Regions from separate parts of the Mus musculus genome. Here region 2 is linked to region 1. Evidence: chromatin contacts called from public Hi-C data. All regions are on one chromosome and are shown on one strand. Each heading gives the region's core, a stretch centred on a gene start, on an enhancer-like site or on the middle of the called end of the contact. The rest is flanking DNA. Distances are from core to core; before and after follow the strand shown. Region 1 overlaps Hdac9 (histone deacetylase 9). Region 2 overlaps Hdac9 (histone deacetylase 9).

The links. A called contact is a pair of places that touch in the nucleus more often than the background predicts.
Region 2: a Hi-C map of cranial neural crest shows a contact between it and region 1, with 2.8 times the contacts expected there. The contact joins two enhancer-like sites. A contact is called at or near these places in 2 of 484 Hi-C or Micro-C datasets (the N1E-115 cell line and cranial neural crest).

Annotation. Positions count from the first base shown.
Region 1 is chr12:34,047,064-34,050,847 of GRCm38.p6, reverse strand. It overlaps Hdac9 (histone deacetylase 9), which reads left to right. Exons shown (of 28, transcript NM_001271386.1): 28 at 1-3,266. Among named protein-coding and RNA genes, the nearest start is that of Gm40384, 38 kb to the left of the region's middle. Within about 2 kb of position 1,782, at least 3 of the 459 cell types and tissues checked have an H3K27ac peak or open chromatin away from gene starts, as enhancers often do.
Region 2 is chr12:34,199,119-34,202,902 of GRCm38.p6, reverse strand. The region is part of intron 23 of Hdac9 (histone deacetylase 9); the gene reads left to right. Among named protein-coding and RNA genes, the nearest start is that of Gm51984, 14 kb to the left of the region's middle. Within about 2 kb of position 1,687, at least 29 of the 459 cell types and tissues checked have an H3K27ac peak or open chromatin away from gene starts, as enhancers often do.

The DNA.
Region 1 (3,784 bases), core at 533-3,032:
CAGCTTACTAAGTAAAATATAAACAAGTTAGCCCCTGCCTCTGAAAATTGTATTTCAGTGTATAACTCAAAACACCTAAAGACAGTGAGTAGAATACCTTGCATATTTAATATCTGACAGTGCTTTTGAACATTGATTTTTAATGTATTTTTCTTAACTCAAAGGATATATTAAAGCCATAAGTGAAGATTGTCATGCTTTTATTCCGAAATCTGAAAGAAACCTTAATTAAAACAAGGTTTTAGGGAAGGCTAAGATATGAAAGACATGGAACAATGTGGTTTGAGTTAGGGAGGACTCCAACCTGTAAATCAAAGATGAAAGATCTCACTCACGTAGAGTCACATAACTCCCCTTTGTTATACAGTCAGGCCACATTTTTCATGCATTTGGTTTTTTTAGGATTACCATTTTAATTTGTAAGACTTTTATTACAGATACAAAAATGGCTTGGTTCTTGATTTAACATCTTAGAAATCTGAGATACCCTTTGAAATAGGAAATCTGAAATGGAATGTAACTTAGTATTAGGTAAAAATTGCTTACATTGCATAAGAATTAAGTCAATCTAGATGCATAATTGTAATAAATTTCTTGTAAATTCCATTTTCTTGATATTTTAGAGAAATTCAATTATATTTGCTCTCTCTCTCTCTCTCTCTCTCTCTCTCTCTCATGTGTGTGTGTTTATGTGTGTGTGTGTGTAATTAGCGAAGTTACTTTAAAAATACCAAAGGCTTACAAAAGACCTTTTCCTTTTAAAGGGGGAAACGTTATCATACTTCGGAAGGTGTACACTTGTGAAGCTTTAAAATCAGCTACAGAACCACAGGTCCCCATGCTTGCTCTTCAGTCTTTGCAAATACATTTTAGAAGTTGGGTAATGAAGCAAAACAGCAGGACTATACTACTCTACTGATGCCCCAGCAACGGCATGGCCTCAGAGGCTGACATGTCACTCGGACAAAGCCAAGTCACTGGGGCATCTTCGTGGTAGTTTAGATTTAAAAAATACATATGAAAGCATTAATCGCACACTTCCTTCCCACCATGTGACAACAGCCTGACTGACTGCAATGCAAAGTATCAGAACCCTGGGAGAGGAACAGATATGGTGCCTTCAGTTCTCGCTATGACCCTCTGGGCATAGTTTCATTTGTTTAACTAAAATCACAGAGGCCTTGAAAATAAGGCATCTCCTCCCACAAAAACTTCAAATATTATGGGACTGGTCTCTCCTAATAGTTCAGACTTGTTTTATTTCTAGAGGCCAATCACAAAGCTTTCTGAGTTCACTGGGTATCTTTACAGACTCCATATGGGGAGTGAATATGAGTGACCCCGAGAGTCTCCTGGAAGAAAAGCCTTCTCCACTTAGCATGTTTAAGCTTTTATAAATTTTATTCCATCACTTACAATTAAGGCAATTTATGTAATTGGTTTTTGTTATTATTTCCCATTTAAGACTTTCCTCTATTTGTCTCAGTGGAAGCATGTTTTAAAATCTAATAGTCCAAAAGAAACCTGAAAGTGGATCATTCTGAACTTAAAAACAGCCGTTCTGTCAAAGTGGCACACTGTCTGTTCTAGTCTTAACATTCTTTTTCTGCCTTTGGAAGTGAAATAATGTGCTCACTACGAGAGACAGAGAGAGAGAGAGAGAGAGAGAGCGAGAGAGAGAGAGAGCGAGCGAGCAAGAGAGAGAGAGAGCGAGAGAGAGAGCGAGAGAGAGAGAAATGACATAACTGCTTTACCACTTCCATAAAGAGAGCATTTTTACCACCAAAACAAAACAAAACACCTAGAAAACCAGATTAAGGCTCAGAACAGAGGCATTCCGTTGCCTTCGACGCTGCTCATTACTTGTGGTGGTGGTCTCACTCAGCATTAGCCCTTCTCTCTTCCCCAAGGACACTGCTATATTTTGGTCTCTAGTAGAAATCTAAACTATTTACTGCCATGTAGCAGAACTTATATTGAGGATTTCATCAACTTCCTTAACACCATCACTAAAATATTTAAATGTGTATGATGTGGCTCTGTTAGTCAGATGTATTTCCATTGGAAATCAGAGACTTTGTCTCCCAGAGCCAACATCTTGGTTCTGCTCTATTGAATATTTCATGAGTCACTGAGTGACTGTGTGTGACCAGAGGATTGTGTGTGTGTGTGTGTGTGTATGTATATGTATATATACACATCTCCACATGTGCTAAATAAGGTCAGTTGCTTTCCAGAATACTGGGACCAAGGGCCATTACATTTACTGCTGTACACCCTGCTCTTTGATGGAGATAGCATTTTGTAACAGATGACAAGGCTGTTCCAGCAATTGAGGCCTTTATTAACCTAACATTTAATAAAAATGAAAAAAAACAAAGGATTTAAAAGCTTTATAACCTGAAGAGAAATTTTACTTCTTTGTGTATGCAGAGATTTTTTAAAGAGAGAGAAAGAGGGGGGGGGAGAGAGAGAAGTCAGTTATCTCTTTTTAAATTGTAAGGTTCTCAAACTCTTTCTGGATGAGTGGCCTCAGTGCAGACCTTCACTTCAGTGCAGAAGCTGGGTGAGATGAGACTGTCTTTCCAGTGGTAACTGGGCTTAGCAAGTGTACCATCCAAAATGACAGACCTTTGTGTAGGATATGTGCCAGGCAGTCTGTGTCATTCAAAACTAATAACCTGACATTTCAAATCAGTTGGACTCTTCAGGCAAATATGCAACAAAAGCGTTTATTATTTTGCTGATTAAATGCTACACCAGGATTGCTGGAGTGAATGCTGATAACCTGGAGTTTCTGGTTCCTGTAATGTGAATGTGTCTTTTGTATCATGGTCTTGTATCTGTTAACGTAAGAAGATCAATTGATTCTCCTCTGTGAACAAGTTGTTTTGCCCTTAATTTTTTTTTTTTTACTTTCATCAAAATCTGTCATCCAGAACAGAAAAGTATGCATTGCCAAACATGAAGTTGTTCTGCCAGTGGTGTGCGCCCAGATGTGCAAGCTAGTGCCTAATAAAGAATGAAAAACTAATAACAGCACCATTGTTGCACACGCCTTTGGAATGTTCACCTCCTTTCCGCTTCCCTCCTGTTTTGTTGTGTTGTGTTGTGTTTTGTTTTGTTTGTATTTGGAAACACGGTATCATGCTCCAAAGGGTGGCTGATGTTGTTAGTGTCACCACGCCTTCAGAAGAACAATGACGCCCATTTTGTGTTTTCTACTGATTTCCTCTAGTCCCATGTGAATAAAAGCTATTTGAAATAATTGTGTCCTAAAGTTTCTACATCCTAGGCACCTGCCATTAAAATGTGTATCACAAATATGTGACAGATATTGTTGATACACAAAATATTATTAATTGTGAGGTATTGAGATATTATTAATTACTAATGGGGTATTGGGATATACACTACTCTACTTTTCTGCACTGCAGAGAGTTGAGACTAAAGATATGTATAAAGCAGCAATGGGAGAACTGGCTGCTCCTCCAGAGGACCAGGGTTTATTTCCCAGGACCACAAGGTTGCTCATGACTATCTGTAACTCCACTTCCAAGGGACCCTAATACTCTGCTCTTGCTCGTTCAGGCACATGGCACACACATGATCTATATCCATACGTGCAACGTAAAATACACATATAAAATAAAATAAATCTTTTTTTACTTAAAAACGAGACATTTGCTTGCAATTATCTCTTAGGATAAAATGAGAATTCATAGCAACAACAACAACAAGAAAATGTAAATCAGAAACATGTTAATACCTGACATGCTAGTAA
Region 2 (3,784 bases), core at 438-2,937, 150 kb before region 1:
GTAGGCATTTAAACTCCTCTGGCACCCCTCGGGAAGGCAAAAGCTTAGCCTTGTATCTGGTAGAAATCTGCCCATCTTTCTTGTGGGCACAGCAGAAGTGGGTGCTGGTTGTCTAAACGCATTCAGAGGAACAGATTGATGGAAAGCCACATGGAAGACAGTGTGTGTATGAACTGCAAGAGGAAGATGGTAAAAAGCATTCCTACCATAGTGGCTCATATTTCATAATACAGGAACCATGAAGAGAGATTAATGATTGAGTCTGTCTTGAAGCTCAGCAGAATTTTAAATCTATCCACATCTCAAATTGAGGACATTTTACTTTTAAAACACATTCATATATTATCTTCTGTGATAAAGGGATATGCCTTATTGCACTTAAAATCAAAATGTTGGATTCCTTAGGATGTGAATTTTTGGCTGGGTCACACATTCATGAAATAATAGCAGTATTGAAGTTACCGATGTAGACTGAATTTGAGAAACAAATGAACACTTTTAATGAAACAGGAGCCAAACGCAAAAAAATTAAAATGTGGCTTGTTCAAAACCTGATATGGAATAAGATGAGTGTAAGTTGAAATATGTTCTCTCCTCTGTACCTCCAGTTTTAGACACTGTCTTTTAGATGCTCTGCTGCTCCAGTCTGACTTAATGCTTGCCAGTCCCTACCCCAGACACATTTCTGTCACTTTAACCTTTTGGGTGTTCAGAAATTCTACAGTAAAAATATCATTTCAGAAATATAACATCTCTCCAGCAAATATAATTACGCTCGGTGACCCAGCAGGTGGAAAAGATGAGGGTGAGTCGTATCAACCTCTTTATGCAGCACATTAATTTCTACAGAGAACTAAACTCTGCCCAAGGTATGCGAATATATTCCATTCTGTTGAGGGTTTTTTTTTGTTTTTTTGAAAATGTAAAATTAAACAATTATATGATAAGCCATTGCTCCTTAATTTGCAGTACCGCTTTCAATATCTTGTCTTTGTTGTAGAAGAGCATGTAAGACCCAATAGGGTCAATAGGCTTGGGAAGCTACAAGGTAGGAAAGGCTTCATGCTATGGTCAAGGGCAAACACAAAATCCTGGATCAAGAAGGGCTCACGAGATGCAACCTGAAATTTTCTTCTCTCGTAATCTTTGGTGAAGTGTATTGTCTTATAAAATGTCTGCATGCTCTCCTTGGGAAGGACTTCTAACTGTAACTGAACCACAAGGCTGCCCCCTGGTGCTTTATGTATTGTTTAATTGTTTGCCTTTGGTGAATGTTTTTATTAAAAGCCCATTATTTAGAGTAGGACCAAAGTGTCACTTTAAGAACAACAGAGGCAGAGCTGTTCAGCGGAATAGTTCCTTTTCATGGGTGTGTTTAATGCACACTGGATGCAGCTAATGAGCTGAAATTTCTTCTTGTAATACTTCAAAAAGAGCAACAACAACAACAAACAAAATTCTCCTTTTTTTATTTTCCTCTAATAAAAGGTGACTGGATTGGCTGTAAGAGCCATACTTGAGGATGGCTGTGCCCCAGCCAGGAGACGAGAACGGTGTCTGTCTGTGGTCATCTGCTCTGTCTGCCTCTGTTGTAGGGGATTTTGTTTCCAGTCACATACACTTCTCTGCACGTGGCCCTGGGATCATGGGAGGCAATGAAGTATGTGAGTTTCTCGGAGTGTTTACCAGGCCCTTTTGTGTTTCAGTGTATATCTGAGTGGGAGAGATAGGCCTTATTGTCTTCGGATTCTTCATAGTCTGTTTGCCAGGAAACTTCATCTCAGATTTTTTTTCCCAGCACACATTAGGCCCAGGAGTATTTTGAATTCAGTGATTCTAATGCTTGAGGTTCTTCTCTCTGAATAGCCCTTCTCTTATAGCTTCACCGGCACATTGGTCGCTTGCGAATTTGTTAGGATTTGACTCTGGAGAAAGTTCAGTGTTTGCCACCAGGTCCTCACAGACAGCAAGTAAGAGGCCTTTTCATTGTTTAGCTGTCTTCTTCCAGAGCTAATCTAGGGCTGTGACCCAGCCTCCAGCAAAAAATGAAAAGCCGAAGTACCTTGATACAATTTCTAGGCCCTAAATGATCTCATTAAATTCTGACTCTAGATATCAAGTAGACATTTGAGGAAATATGATTATTGACAAAATGTAAGCCTGTTATACACTATATTACTTCAAAAGGAGAAAGGCCATTAGGACATAATTACATCAGAAACAGTATACACATTGGGCTGGTTTATAAACTGTCACTTTCAGAAGTATGAAGACGTATAAAAGTTTCCAAAGGTCCCATTATGACCCTATTTCCAACAGTATTCTCTGACAAACTAAATAAATTACTGCATGTATTGGACCTTTGAGGCTTGGGGCAAAGAATGGAAAAATTATTTACAAAAGCTTGAAAATATTTAATCACTAGAGGCAGGGGGGCAACGGTGTTTTAATTAGCAGGTCCTCGGGCCATTGGCTGACTGGAGGCTTTCTCAAACAACCACACAAATGCACTGAATAGCTGTTTGCCAGCCTTAGGGTCAGGCCTGAGATGAAACAGATAAGATAATTGGCTCTAATGAAATCCAGAAGGCCTTGGCTTTCTTGTTTGAGCTTGGATTTGAAAAGTGCGTGTGGAAGTGAGGCTTAATTCAAACCAGAACTGAGCTAGGCCCATTTCTCAGTGACTTTGATATTGTTTGAAGTTCTGAAAGTGTTCGCCACACCGCTAGCCTGCTGGGCTGGGCCTCCCTGGTACCCTTAATTACTAAGCTTTATTGCTGACTTTACTACACAGGAAAGGGGCCATTATATGTTCCATCAACATCAGCTCTTCTCAGATTGGAGGAAAGGGCAGGGTTAAAGGCCACTGTAGGAAGGCAGCAGCTTCACTTTGAGGTAGGCAGATCATTTACCAGTGTTAAGTTTCAGTGTTATGTACATACATTCCTCACAACACAGAAGCCCGATTTCCATTTTTAAAGCAAATGATTACTTCTCTAAATATTTTCACTATGCCTCTTCCCACTCCCCCAGCAGAAGAGAAAAATAATTCCACACCATACAATATAACCGAATAAAAAATAAAATGAAAAACAAAACTTGACAATGCCTCCCAATTAATCATCATAGCAGCAGGCCAGGTCGGAATCTATAATAAGGAGGATTATTATTGATGCACCTTTGAAGTAGAGAAATCAGTGAGGAGCCCTCCTGTGCTGGGAGACACCCCGAGGAATAAAGACCCCTCAGGAGAGCCTACAGAATGAAATCCCCATTTTCAGACTCTTTCACAAAGAGGTTCCACAAAAGAGAATGCCTCCCATTCCATTCGGAAGCCAAATAGAAAAAAAAAAAAAAACAAACAAACAAACATGGAAGCGCCCTTTCCAGGACCCACTGAGTAGTGATGGGGTCACTACTTGCCACCAGTTGGTAAGGACAGAGTATGCATCTGCATGAATAAAGAAGTATCCATTCTTAGCGCTCTCAGAGATTTGCTTGTGCTAGGAAGGCTACAGGACATGCAATCTCCTCAATCATTTCCTGCCCCTTGTATCCTATCTTTGAATAGTCAATCCATGAGTGATACCATCAGACTTAAGTGTATTTTGCATTTTTTAAATAAACATGATAAAAGTGTTCTAATAATATGCATGGTCCTGTGGACAATTAAACTCTTTCTGAGTATTCTGTGTAGAGGGGCTACAGGACAGGAGCTCTCTAAGACCATGGTGTATATAGCTGCCCCTAAGTAAACAATAAGCAGTCAGAGAGAACAGCATTA